Regions from separate parts of the Mus musculus genome. Here regions 1 and 2 are each linked to region 3. Evidence: chromatin contacts called from public HiChIP or PLAC-seq data. All regions are on one chromosome and are shown on one strand. The core of a region is the stretch at or near the end of the contact, and the rest is flanking DNA. Distances in the headings are between cores, read along the strand shown.

Evidence for each region. HiChIP or PLAC-seq counts read pairs in DNA pulled down with a chosen protein or histone mark.
Region 1: an H3K4me3 HiChIP or PLAC-seq map of embryonic stem cells shows a contact between it and region 3, with 18 read pairs. The contact joins the promoter of Chat here to the promoter of Parg in region 3. A contact is called at or near these places in 11 of 39 promoter capture datasets (the 3T3-L1 cell line, the C10 cell line, the HPC-7 cell line and 5 more), 7 of 484 Hi-C or Micro-C datasets (the N1E-115 cell line, differentiating embryonic stem cells, embryonic stem cells and 2 more), 27 of 115 datasets of contacts at active chromatin or transcription factors (the 230-238 cell line, the SCID.adh cell line, T-cell acute lymphoblastic leukemia and 16 more) and 4 of 9 other capture datasets (adipose tissue, embryonic stem cells, liver and 1 more).
Region 2: an H3K4me3 HiChIP or PLAC-seq map of bone marrow-derived macrophages shows a contact between it and region 3, with 4 times the contacts expected there. The contact joins the enhancer-like site here to the promoter of Parg in region 3. A contact is called at or near these places in 8 of 39 promoter capture datasets (the C10 cell line, cranial neural crest, embryonic stem cells and 4 more), 6 of 484 Hi-C or Micro-C datasets (the N1E-115 cell line, embryonic stem cells, extraembryonic endoderm stem cells and 3 more), 31 of 115 datasets of contacts at active chromatin or transcription factors (the 230-238 cell line, the SCID.adh cell line, T-cell acute lymphoblastic leukemia and 18 more) and 3 of 9 other capture datasets (adipose tissue, embryonic stem cells and pancreatic islet).

The regions. Positions count from the first base shown.
Region 1 is chr14:32,464,100-32,467,433 of GRCm38.p6, forward strand. It overlaps Chat (choline acetyltransferase), which reads right to left and starts at 1,810. Exons shown (of 16, transcript NM_009891.2): 1 at 1,708-1,810. Slc18a3 (solute carrier family 18 (vesicular monoamine), member 3) reads right to left here and starts at 751. Exons shown (of 1, transcript NM_021712.3): 1 at 1-751. The coding sequence starts at 325.
Region 2 is chr14:32,488,264-32,491,637 of GRCm38.p6, forward strand. No RefSeq gene overlaps it. Among named protein-coding and RNA genes, the nearest start is that of Ercc6, 24 kb to the right of the region's middle. Within about 2 kb of position 1,663, at least 4 of the 459 cell types and tissues checked have an H3K27ac peak or open chromatin away from gene starts, as enhancers often do. A contact at or near this core is called in bone marrow-derived macrophages, where this site is marked.
Region 3 is chr14:32,200,563-32,204,280 of GRCm38.p6, forward strand. Parg (poly (ADP-ribose) glycohydrolase) reads left to right here and starts at 1,409. Exons shown (of 18, transcript NM_011960.3): 1 at 1,409-1,903. The coding sequence starts at 1,684. Timm23 (translocase of inner mitochondrial membrane 23) reads right to left here and starts at 1,329. Exons shown (of 7, transcript NM_016897.3): 1 at 1,081-1,329. The coding sequence starts at 1,186.

The DNA.
Region 1 (3,334 bases), core at 560-3,059, 260 kb after region 3:
ACCGAGCCGACCCGGCAGCCGTCGGGGACGCCGAGGTGTTGGCCAAGTAGGCGCTGGCATTAGCCAGAGTGGGCGGCGGCAGGGTGGGTTCCCACACCTCAGAGATCAGGGTAGGGCTCTCGCTGCCCCCGCGCATGTGAGCGATATAGTCGGGAACAATGGGCACGATGACCATGTACAACATGTTGTCCAGTAACAGTGCAACGCACACGATGACCAGCACCAGGCGCCGCTGCCTCTGGGGCTCTTGTAGCGCGGCTCCCACTGCTTCCGACAGCTTGGTGGCCGCCGCCCGGGCCTGACCGGTTGGCGCGGTGGGTTCCATGCCCCTACCCGCTGCTCTTCCTAAGATGCCTCCACCGGAGTCGGGTGTCGGCGTCCCGCAGTGCAGAGGCTAGGGTACGGTACTTCGGGGGCGCGGTCCTAGCCGCGTAGCGCCCCCTGTGCTTCAGGTGGCTGTGGGGTTCATATCCCCGAGCTCAGGAGAAAAAAAAAAAAAAATCAAGGATTGTCCCGCGCGGCGCCGCTGCTCTTAGATGCTCCAGGGACCAGTTGCCGCTGTTTCGGATGCAACCGCGGAGGCCGGCAAGCCGAGGGGCTGAGGCGGGAGACTGGACGCGCGGTGCCCAGAGAGAGCAGGAGCAGCCCCTGCCGCGCAGAGAGGCCGTGTGCACCCGCCCAGGGGCATGCTGCCGCCGCCCGCCGTCTCTCCAGCCCTCCCCGCGCGTCCGCTCTTGCCTCTTCCTCCACCGCCGCCTCTCTTTTTTTTTTTTTTTCTCCCTCCACTTGGGGCTATGACGCGGTGAGTCTCGGCCCCCGAGTGGTGCCCGGGCCACTGGCGTCGCTCATGCTAATAGGACGTCGTCGGGGCGGGGGCCGGGGGCCGGGGGCGGGGCGCGTCCGGGCAGGGGTCCGCTTCCGAGATGTTTCCAGGTTGGGAGCAAGGGGAAGGGGATCTTGGCGAGCTGTAGTCCTAGACAAGCCCCTGGGGATGGGTGAGCAGTGGAAGGAACCGGCCCTATGTTTCCCCCAGTTCTGGGACCTATAGGGGTGAGGTTCCCCCAATTGGGAGGAGGGGTGCGGCAGCCGGTTCCCCGCAGCCTGGTGGGAGACGGGAGAGCCGGGGGCTCTAGACCTCCTCCTCAGCCTGGACTTCGGCGCACAGCGGGCACGGAGCCCCCGAGGTGAGCCGCGCTGCCTCCATCTGTTCTCGCAGCTGGAACACGCAGCCGGGACCCAGAGGCACAGCGCAAGCAACCCCCTTCCTCAATCCCGCCCCCAGCCCGTCTCATCCCCTCCTCCGGGAAGGGAGGGGGAAGGTACAGAGCCTTCAGGGTCTGGTTCCGACCCACCTGCCCTTAGGCAGAAAGTCTTAGCAGCTAATTCCAGTCTTTAAGGGTTTGAGTATTGAGAGGAGGAGTCGTTCTTTGCACCCAGGGTCCTGGAAGTCAAAACTAACACTTTTTGACCTCCCCCTACCTGGCCTCTCCTTTTCGGCTTTCCGGGCGCGGGTCTCTCCCCCCCCCCCCCCCAGCTCCGCCTATTTTCCCTTCCTTTCTACTCTCCCACTCCTCTTTCTAACTCCTCCCTGGCCCTCTTCTCTCCAGACCTTACCCTCCCTCTGCTCTTGAGAGCCTCCGCCCACTTTTCTGCATTTCCTCACCCCACCCCCACCCCGGCCGCCTCCAAGTCTTGAGTGGGGCTCACAAGTGGCGTGGAAGCTTCTGGGTCTCACGCAGCAGGGCCTCTGCAGCTTTGCTGTCAGTAGAGGCTTAGGAAGGCTCACCTTCCTTCCGGGAGGGCTGCACACGCTGAGCGTCCTGATTTGCAGGCGACAGGCTGAACAGATCAGCCTATGCGTTGGGCCCAGTGTGTCCTCAGAAGAGTTTTGACCCTAGATGGCACGTGAGGCCCGAGTTCCAGTCCACAGACTGGAAGGAGAGAGGATGCCAGTCAGCTGAGATTGGAGGTGGTGGTGACGTTGAGATTGGACTTTCCCTGTCTTGCGGAATCACAGGAGCCTTCAGATCCCAAGCTAGCCTCGGATTTAGCTTCTTCCACTGGGCTTCCCACCCGGGAAGGAGACATCGTGATCTGGGCTCCAGAGGCAGACAAATAGGATGGCTTCCAGAGCTACCACTTACTAGATAACAGTGCCAAGGGAGACGTTGTTTCTCCTTCTGCCCCCACTGTCCCTTTATTTATCTGTAAAATGGAGTACCTACAGCTTAGGGTGTGGTACACGCATGATGAGAAGCATCAGTATTTGCCATTGTTGCTGTGACATGCTCTGCCCTGTGTTCATGTCACAGTGGAGGGTCTTGTGAAGAGCAGACAGACACCAGGGCCATCCTGACTCTCTGGCTTATCCCTCGAGTGGGAAGGCATTGTGAGCCTGGTCTCTGTCCGAGCTGGTAGAAGATACAGAAAGAGCTGGAAAGTTGGCTTCTCTTCTTATGCCAGCTGCAAGATGATGTGACAGAGACCAGAGTCAGGGAGAGAAGGCAGCACTCAAGTGGTCTAGCCCAACCTCTCAACCCCGTACACAGGTACTCCTGAAAGGAGGAGACTCACCTAAGTAGAGAGCTGCCCAGTCACATGCCCTGTGATGGCCCAGCTGCCCTTAAAATGAGGGAAGAAGCCTAAATATGAGGACAGCTGTGGCTCTGGATAATGTTGGGCAAGTCACAGTTGCCCTACCTCTGGCCCACTTGGCCTCTGTTCATCAAGAGGTTACCAAAATTCACACTGCTGAAAGTGCAGCAAAACGACTTTAAATATTATCCCACTGCCTTTGTTCATAGCACATACTCCAGAGACTCGCTTTCCCTCAGCTTGCTCCATGTACTCTGTCACCTGCTTGGCTCTCCAGACACTCTAGTTTAAGAATACTCTGGGTTCCTCTGACTTTTCTACAAAAGCTACACTGATGGTTTTTAAAGAGGTATTCCACACCCTACATGGTAACGATTATTTATTCATATATTGTCGCGCCGTCTGAGTAAAATCAGGAGGCAGGATGACACGGGAGGCAGCAGTTTTCTCTCTAGTGGTTAACAGACAGTAGAATCTTCCAAAAAATAAACTTCCCAGTCCTAGCAAGCTGCAGACCTCGTCTCTTGGCTCTCCAGCCCACATAATAATCCTTAGCTGTTCCTGAGAATGAAGCCAGTTCATTTTGGGACTCACACCCAACTCTCGCCTCCTCCATTCCTCTATGACAAGATGCGGACTCACTTGTTCTGTGCCAGGGCCATGGGTATACTCTTACTTCATCCTTCCTCAATCCTGGTACAGCAAAGATGCTATCTGCCCCCATCACACCCCCCACAGG
Region 2 (3,374 bases), core at 413-2,912, 290 kb after region 3:
ACCAAACGCAGACAGTATTGCAAGATTTTGCTGAAAGGACCCTGATATAGCTGTCTCCTGTGAGGCTTTGCCAGTGCCTGGCAAATACAGAAGTGGATGCTAACAGTCATCTATTGGATGGAACACAGGGCCCCCAATGGAGGAGCTAGAGAAAGTACCCAAGGAGCTGAAGGGGTCTGCAACCCTATAGGTGGAACAACAATATGAACTAATCAGTACCCCCAGAGCTCGTGTCTCTAGCTGCTCTTCTGTAGCAGAAGATGGCCTAGTTGGTCATCATTGGGAAGAGAGGCCCCTTGGTCTAGCAAACTTTATATGCCCCAGTACAGGGGAACACCAGGGCCAAGAAGTGGGAGTGAGTGGGTAGGGGAGCAGGGCAGGGGGGGTATAGGGGACTTTTGGGATAGCATTTGAAATGTAAATGAAGAAAATACCTAATAAAAAATTAAAAAAAAAAAAACACGTGAAGCGGTAGAGGCCCTTGGAAGTGATGGAGCTGTTTTATCTTTTTAAAATATTGCTTGCATCCTGCTTCCTCTTTTCTAAGTGACCAGTGACCGAAACACTGCTTAGACATCTGTGCAGAGTTGCTGGTAGCCGCCCGTGTCACAGATGTATGCTCCTGGCAGCTAATGAGCTTTGTTTACCTCAACTCCCCCTTTGTCAACACTTGCTCTCTGCATCTTTGGGGGAGATATTCTGGCTAACGAAAGGACATTTCTCAGCTGTCCATTTGCCTTTCCATTTTCCTCTCATCCATCTGGGCGTGCCCCATTGGCTGTTTCCTATTGCCCGATGCCTGGTTCCCCCCACCACACACACACACTGTGCTTTATAAAGGAACTGCTGCTTTTTCTTCTGTAAATCCTTGGCTATTTGGAATAGAGGCTCACAGTGCCTTCAGGTAGCCTCAAAAACAGCTGGCTTCACTTCCAGCTGCTCCCCTATCACCCACTCATGCTCTGGCAGGTGGGCAGGCGTGGTGTGGTGGTGGTGGGGTGTGAGGTTCCAAAATCAAAATATAGTATCCCTCTTACCAAACCATCCAGTGCTTTTCTATTAAGTCTAGGAGAATATTCAAACAAGAAGGACTCTAGTTTTATGCCAACTTGACCTAAGGTATGGTCATCTGAGAGGAGGGAATCTTCAATTAAAAAAATGCCTCCATAAGATTGGGCTGTAGGCAATCCTGTAAGATGCTTTCTTAATTATTAATTAATGAGAGGAGAGCCCAGCCAATTGTGGGTAGGGTTACCCCTGGGCTGGCAGTTCTGGGTTCTATAAGAAAGCAGGCTGAGTAAGCCACGGGGAGCAAGGCAGTAAGCAGCACCCCTATGGCCTCTGCCTCAGTTCCTGCCTCCAGGATCCTGCCTTGTTTCAGATCCTGCCCTGACTTCCTTCAATGATGAACAGTGGCGTGGAAGCATAAGGCAAACCCTTCCCATCCAAGGTGCCTTGGTCGTAGTGTTTCATCACAGCAATAGTAAACTTGACTTGGAGAAGCCCCAAGACTGAGTGTGATCCCATCTCGCCCAGGTCTCAGGTTCAATGCCTTCCCATCTCCATGGTTTTACTTCCTGAAATTTATTACTCACTATCAGTCATGCTCCAAAAATACTAAGTAGCAATTTCCAGAAATAAACTGTAATTCATGGGTTGCATGCCATTCTGAGGAGCATAATGAAATCTTATGTCATACTACTCTGCCCCATCCAGACATAGCTCGTTCCTTTGTTATCCACTACCCATCTGCTAGTCATTCAGTGGCCATCTCGGTGATCAGGATGGTTGGCATGGTTGGCATGGCCCCAAAGCCCAAGAACACTGATGCTGGCAATTCAAATATTTCAAAGAAAATCCATAAAGTACTTGCTGTAAGAAAAAGGGCAGAGCAGGCGTGGTGGTGCACGCCTTTAATCCCAGCACTTGGGAGGCAGAGGCAGGTGGATTTCTGAGTTCGAGGTCAGCCTGGTCTACAAAGTGAGTTCTAGGACAGCCAGGGCTATACAGAGAAACCCTGTCTCGAAAAACCAAAAAAAGAAAAAGGGCAGACATTCTCAATGTACAGGCACCCTCTAGGGTGTCGGAATATATTCCTAGAAATTGTGGGGATAGGCATTAAATTCACTGTGACCTCTGTTCCTCTCTACCCACAATTCACTCTTCCCCCGTTGGCTTCCTCGTAGTGATCAAGCCTTCACTTACCTGTTGCTGGCTGGTTGTGTTGTACAACTTCCAGTATTCTAGAGGCAGAGGCAGGTAGATCTCTGTTAGTTCAAGGCCAACTCAAGGTCTACAGAATGAGTTCTAGGACAGCCAAGGCCACACAGAGAAAATCTGTCACAAACAAACAAACAAACAAACAAACAACAAAAGCTTCACCTGTCAGCAGTTTTCACTCAGCATGCTATCTAGTTTTCCTCCTGTCTGTCTGAGTGGCTATGGTCCCTCTGTCACAGGGTTTTCTACCACTTCTATCTTGGTGTATGTCATTGTCTGATCTGATTACATTTAATACAATCTGACAGAGCAGGGATTGTGTGCTGTCATTTGCTGTTGTGACCTCAGTGTCCAGAATGGTGCAGATGTGGAACGGCCATGGTGAACAGCCACAGAAACAGAAAAGTGGAGCTAGGAGCTCTCAGCTCACTGGCAGGCTGCATGGGGGTGCCTGATCCAGAACACCAGTTTGACTGTGGTGATGCCTATCCCTGGTTGTCAACTTAACTACATCTGGAGTGAAGTACAATTCAGAAATGGAGGGTACACTTGTGATCCAGATCCTGAGACTAGAAGACACAGGCTTCTGACCTGGATCTTGACGAAGATCTTGGTAGATGGTGGCCATGTAAAGCTTAGGCCCAGGCAAGGTGGTACACGCCTTTAATCCCAGGAGATTGAGGCAAGGAGATTTCTGAGTTCAAGGCCAGCCTAGGACTAAGCAAGTTCCAAATCCAGGTGTGGTGGCACACACCTTTATTCTGGGCCAGACGTTCTGCTGGAAGCCTACACAAGGACAATGGAAGAAGGAAGACTCACCGCTCTTCACCTGCTTGCACTTACTGGCCAGCACATCTGTTGGAACCTGCTTCTTCAGGATTCCAGCTTATACAGAAGACCAGCTGAAACACCTAGCCTCGTGAAACAGAGCAACTACCAGATTCTTAGACTTCCCATTTACACCTGCCCATTGTTGGGTTAGTTGAACTGCAGACTGTAAGTCATTACAATAAATTCCCTTAATAGATAGAGACATTGCATAAGTTCTGTGACTCTAGAGAATCCTGACTAATACATGGCCACATTGCCAACCCCCCTGCTCTTTGTACACTGAGGAAGAGTTCCAGAAGCCCCTCCTGTGCACAGTGACCTGA
Region 3 (3,718 bases), core at 159-2,658:
TCAGTTCATTCCCTTGCAACTCTAAAGACAAACTGACCCAATAGCTTCTCAAGAAACACAGCAGGTTTGTTCTGTCTCTCAAGCACTTGTTGCTAAATTCAGGTCACAGCTCTAACTTCAACTCCCAAGCTGTTTTCTCTAACCTGTTCTCCAACAACCTTCACGGCCCATCACCACCACCACCATCTCAGGGTCCTATTTCAATTGCCATGTCATCTATCACTAACTTCTGTGTCCTCACGTTACTCTCCTCAGTAGTATGTGTACTCTCTCACCTTAAGTAGTGCCCTTCATGTTATGCAACTGAGATATCCTAAGATACACATAAATTGTGTCCTGGACTCAAGTTTTGACAGCAGACATTAGGGTTATCAAACGGCTTTCTGAATGTTTTTAAGTGTAAAGGTTTTACTTAGAGGATTAGCAAGAAGAAACACTTTAGTAAAGTGTTATTAAACATTAACTCCCAAGCTCTACTTATCCAGTCGAATATCCATAATTACAAAACATTAAAAGCCTGAAAGACATACTTAGGTGATTGAGAAGGGCCAACAGGCTGGGAATTCATGCCTCTGCATCTTTGAATTTGCTTATATCGCTTTCAGAATTTGGCTCTTTTTTCTTGTTTAAAAATCTCTTAAAAGTTTCGTTTGCTTCCCCAGCTCCTTCTGATTTCCTGAATTGTCTCTCACACGCACAAAGAACGAAAAATGTTTTCGCCTAACTGGTTTAGAAATATTTAAAAGCCGTGTGAAAAAAAATTAATAGCGCGCTTGTTATTTGGAATGTTTATTTCTAGAACTAGGGTCTCCTAACAGGGCCAAGCATACAGAAAAGCGTGTGACGAGAAAAGACGGGACGGGGCACTAAAGAGGAGGACATTTTGTGTTTCCTCTCGAAACTAGGTCACTAAAAGAGCTTCCCGGGGATTTACGATCCCCCAAATTCGTTCAGCCTTGAAACCCAATCACCGGCGGTGAATCTCGTAAAGGCGAGCAGGAAAAGGGACAGGAACGTTACACATTTCTAGCTGTCCCAGGAAGGAGTCAGAAAGGGGAGCAGGCGAGGCCCGATACTCACGCGGGACGCCGGCCAAATCAGCGTTCGAGTAACCCGCTCCTCCGGCTCCGAAGAAGCCAGCTAACCCGCTGGTGGATTTGTTGCTACTTCCTCCGCCACCTTCCATGAGGTCGCAGCAAACGGCGGTGGGCTCGCCACCACCACCTCAGGCCGGGGACGTATGCTCGGCCGTGGCCGCGACAAGCAACAGCGGGAAGACCCGCGTTGCTCCTGCCACCTTCACCACGCTGACCTTCCGGGCGCCGGCTCCCGTGAAGTATCGCACTTCCGCTTTACGGCTGTGTGCGGCCCGGAAGTGGGAAGCGCGAGACGGCTGCTTTCCGGTGGTGGGAAAGTGAGCCTGGAGCCGGAGCCCGATCTCGAGCCGAGTGGAAGCGGCGCGTCCCGGGGCTGGTGGGCTCCCTGCTGCCGAGCGGAGGCAAGCGGCTGCGCAGCGAGGGTCTCGCTCGAAGGCCCGAGGAGTGGCAGCCTCCAGGCGGGCCGCTGCGGAGAGGGAATGGTGCGCGGCGCGCCGAGAAGGAGGCGCAGTCCGTCCCTGTCCGGGTTAGTGAATGAGGCTCTCCGCCCGGGCCGGCCCGGGGACTGTGTGCTGCGGGTCCCAGCATGAGTGCGGGCCCCGGCTGGGAGCCCTGCACGAAGCGGCCCCGCTGGGGCGCCGCTGGAACTTCTGCGCCGACTGCCTCGGACTCCCGGAGCTTCCCTGGCAGGCAGAGGCGTGTTCTCGACCCCAAGGACGCTCCCGTCCAGTTCAGGGTCCCTCCGTCCTCGCCAGCCTGCGTCTCGGGGCGGGCGGGACCGCACAGAGGCAACGCCACCTCGTTTGGTACGTGGGAAAAAAAAAATCTTTGTCCTTGTTTCAGTGTGAGGACCAGGAGACTCCAGTCACTCCTAACTGATCTTGTTTCCACCACTCTGATGACCCCGATGTTCAATCACTAGATGCCACTCCAATGAGAGGCGCTACAGTTTTACTAGTGGCATGTGTGTTGTGGAAAACTTTGTTGGACAGGTAGTTACCGGACCTCCCCGGGATACTTTCCTCAGCTTGGATAGAGAATTTGCCCTGTTAAGGAAGTCTAGTTGTGTATGTGAAGCAGAAGGGCGCTTCAGTCTCCAAAAATCGTAAAGAAAGTTGTTGCAGTAGACTCAGTGAGAGCTGACTTCCAGAGTGCAGAGCTGTTAGCCTTAGCTTGCTGGATTGTATTTGTCCCTGGCACACGATGTTGAACACGAGGAACTTGGTCTCTTCTTTCGTACCTTGAAATCTGTGAGGAGAGAGAAACAATAGCACAAGTCAAATACCTGTAACAGAGAGTAATGGATGTTGTTGTTCATGAAGGAGCCATTGTTTTGGTAGGAATTAAGTATACTTAAGTTAGTTATGGTAGTCCAGAAGGTTTGGTACTTACTGTGAGTACTGGAGAAGAAAGTAAAGAGGTACTTCAGATATGCAGTGGGTGCGCAGAATCAACGGTGGAATGGTGAGAGATGGGCTGCAGAGAATTAGGACAGTGATCCTACTCTGCTGAGTAAGTGTGGACAGTACTAAGGATCTTGAATTTTACATTTTCAGGGCAGTGAGAGGCTATTAAAGAGTGTTCAGTTGTGTGAAGGGGCGGGGTAAGGCAAGGACTTGGTTAGTCTTGTTTTCTTGAACTGTCTGTATATGTTTGGTGTATGGAAAATGGAAAAGAAAACCTGGTTGAAATCTCAGGACTAAAGGAGTTGGTCTAGATGGGGGATGCTTTACACTTAGACCCTGCTGCAGGCAGCAGTGAACAGAAGTGGATGCGTACTGGAGGGAATGCCGTGTCCTGTCCTTTTGTAGCTCAGAAGAAATACACCTATGCTTGAGAAATGGAGTTCTTGGTGTTAAAGTATAATGGACTCTGTAAGTGTGGTTTAGCATACAATGGTTAGTATTGACAGTAAAGCAGCCAAGGATAGAGCCTTTAGGAACACCTGCCTTTTAGGAGAGGCCTGAGAGAAATGGTCAGTGAGGATGAGAAAAGTCTACTGTTCTTTACGCAGAGTGAAGAACATTGCTGAAAGCATGCATTGGTGAGCAGTGTAAGAGCTGGGCAGACACCAGGGCAGAGTGGACTCTTGTCTTTCTTGGGAACACTAAGAAGCAGACTTGAAGTAGGTGTTTTGTTGTTCTTGTTTGTTTGTTTTGAAACAAGGACTCATTGTGTAGTCCCATTTGGTCTGGACCTCAGACCTGCCTCCTAAACACAAAAACCAAAGGGACTTAATCAGGTGCATCCCTGCCTCTGGCCTGATACGAGTCTTGAAATAATAGGATGTCCAGTATAAATGAAAGAGGTAGGTATAATATAGCTAGAAGGAACAGCGTACCTAAATGCTGTTGGAGCTGGAACATGGGGATGCAGAAGGCTCAGGTGAGCTTTGCTCTGGATGAACTTAAGTGCCATTTAAAGGAATTAGACTTTATTCTTATTTATTGGGCCTCTGGACGCTTTTAAACAAAGTAAAAGAATGCCATTTGGTTAATGTTTTAGAAGGATCGGTTAAGCAATAGCTTTTGGGCTTTTAAAACTTCAGGCCACTGTATATTTTTCTGGTAAGCAGTAATAGCTGTAATTTTGTTCGAAAAATGTGACATATTTATGATTGA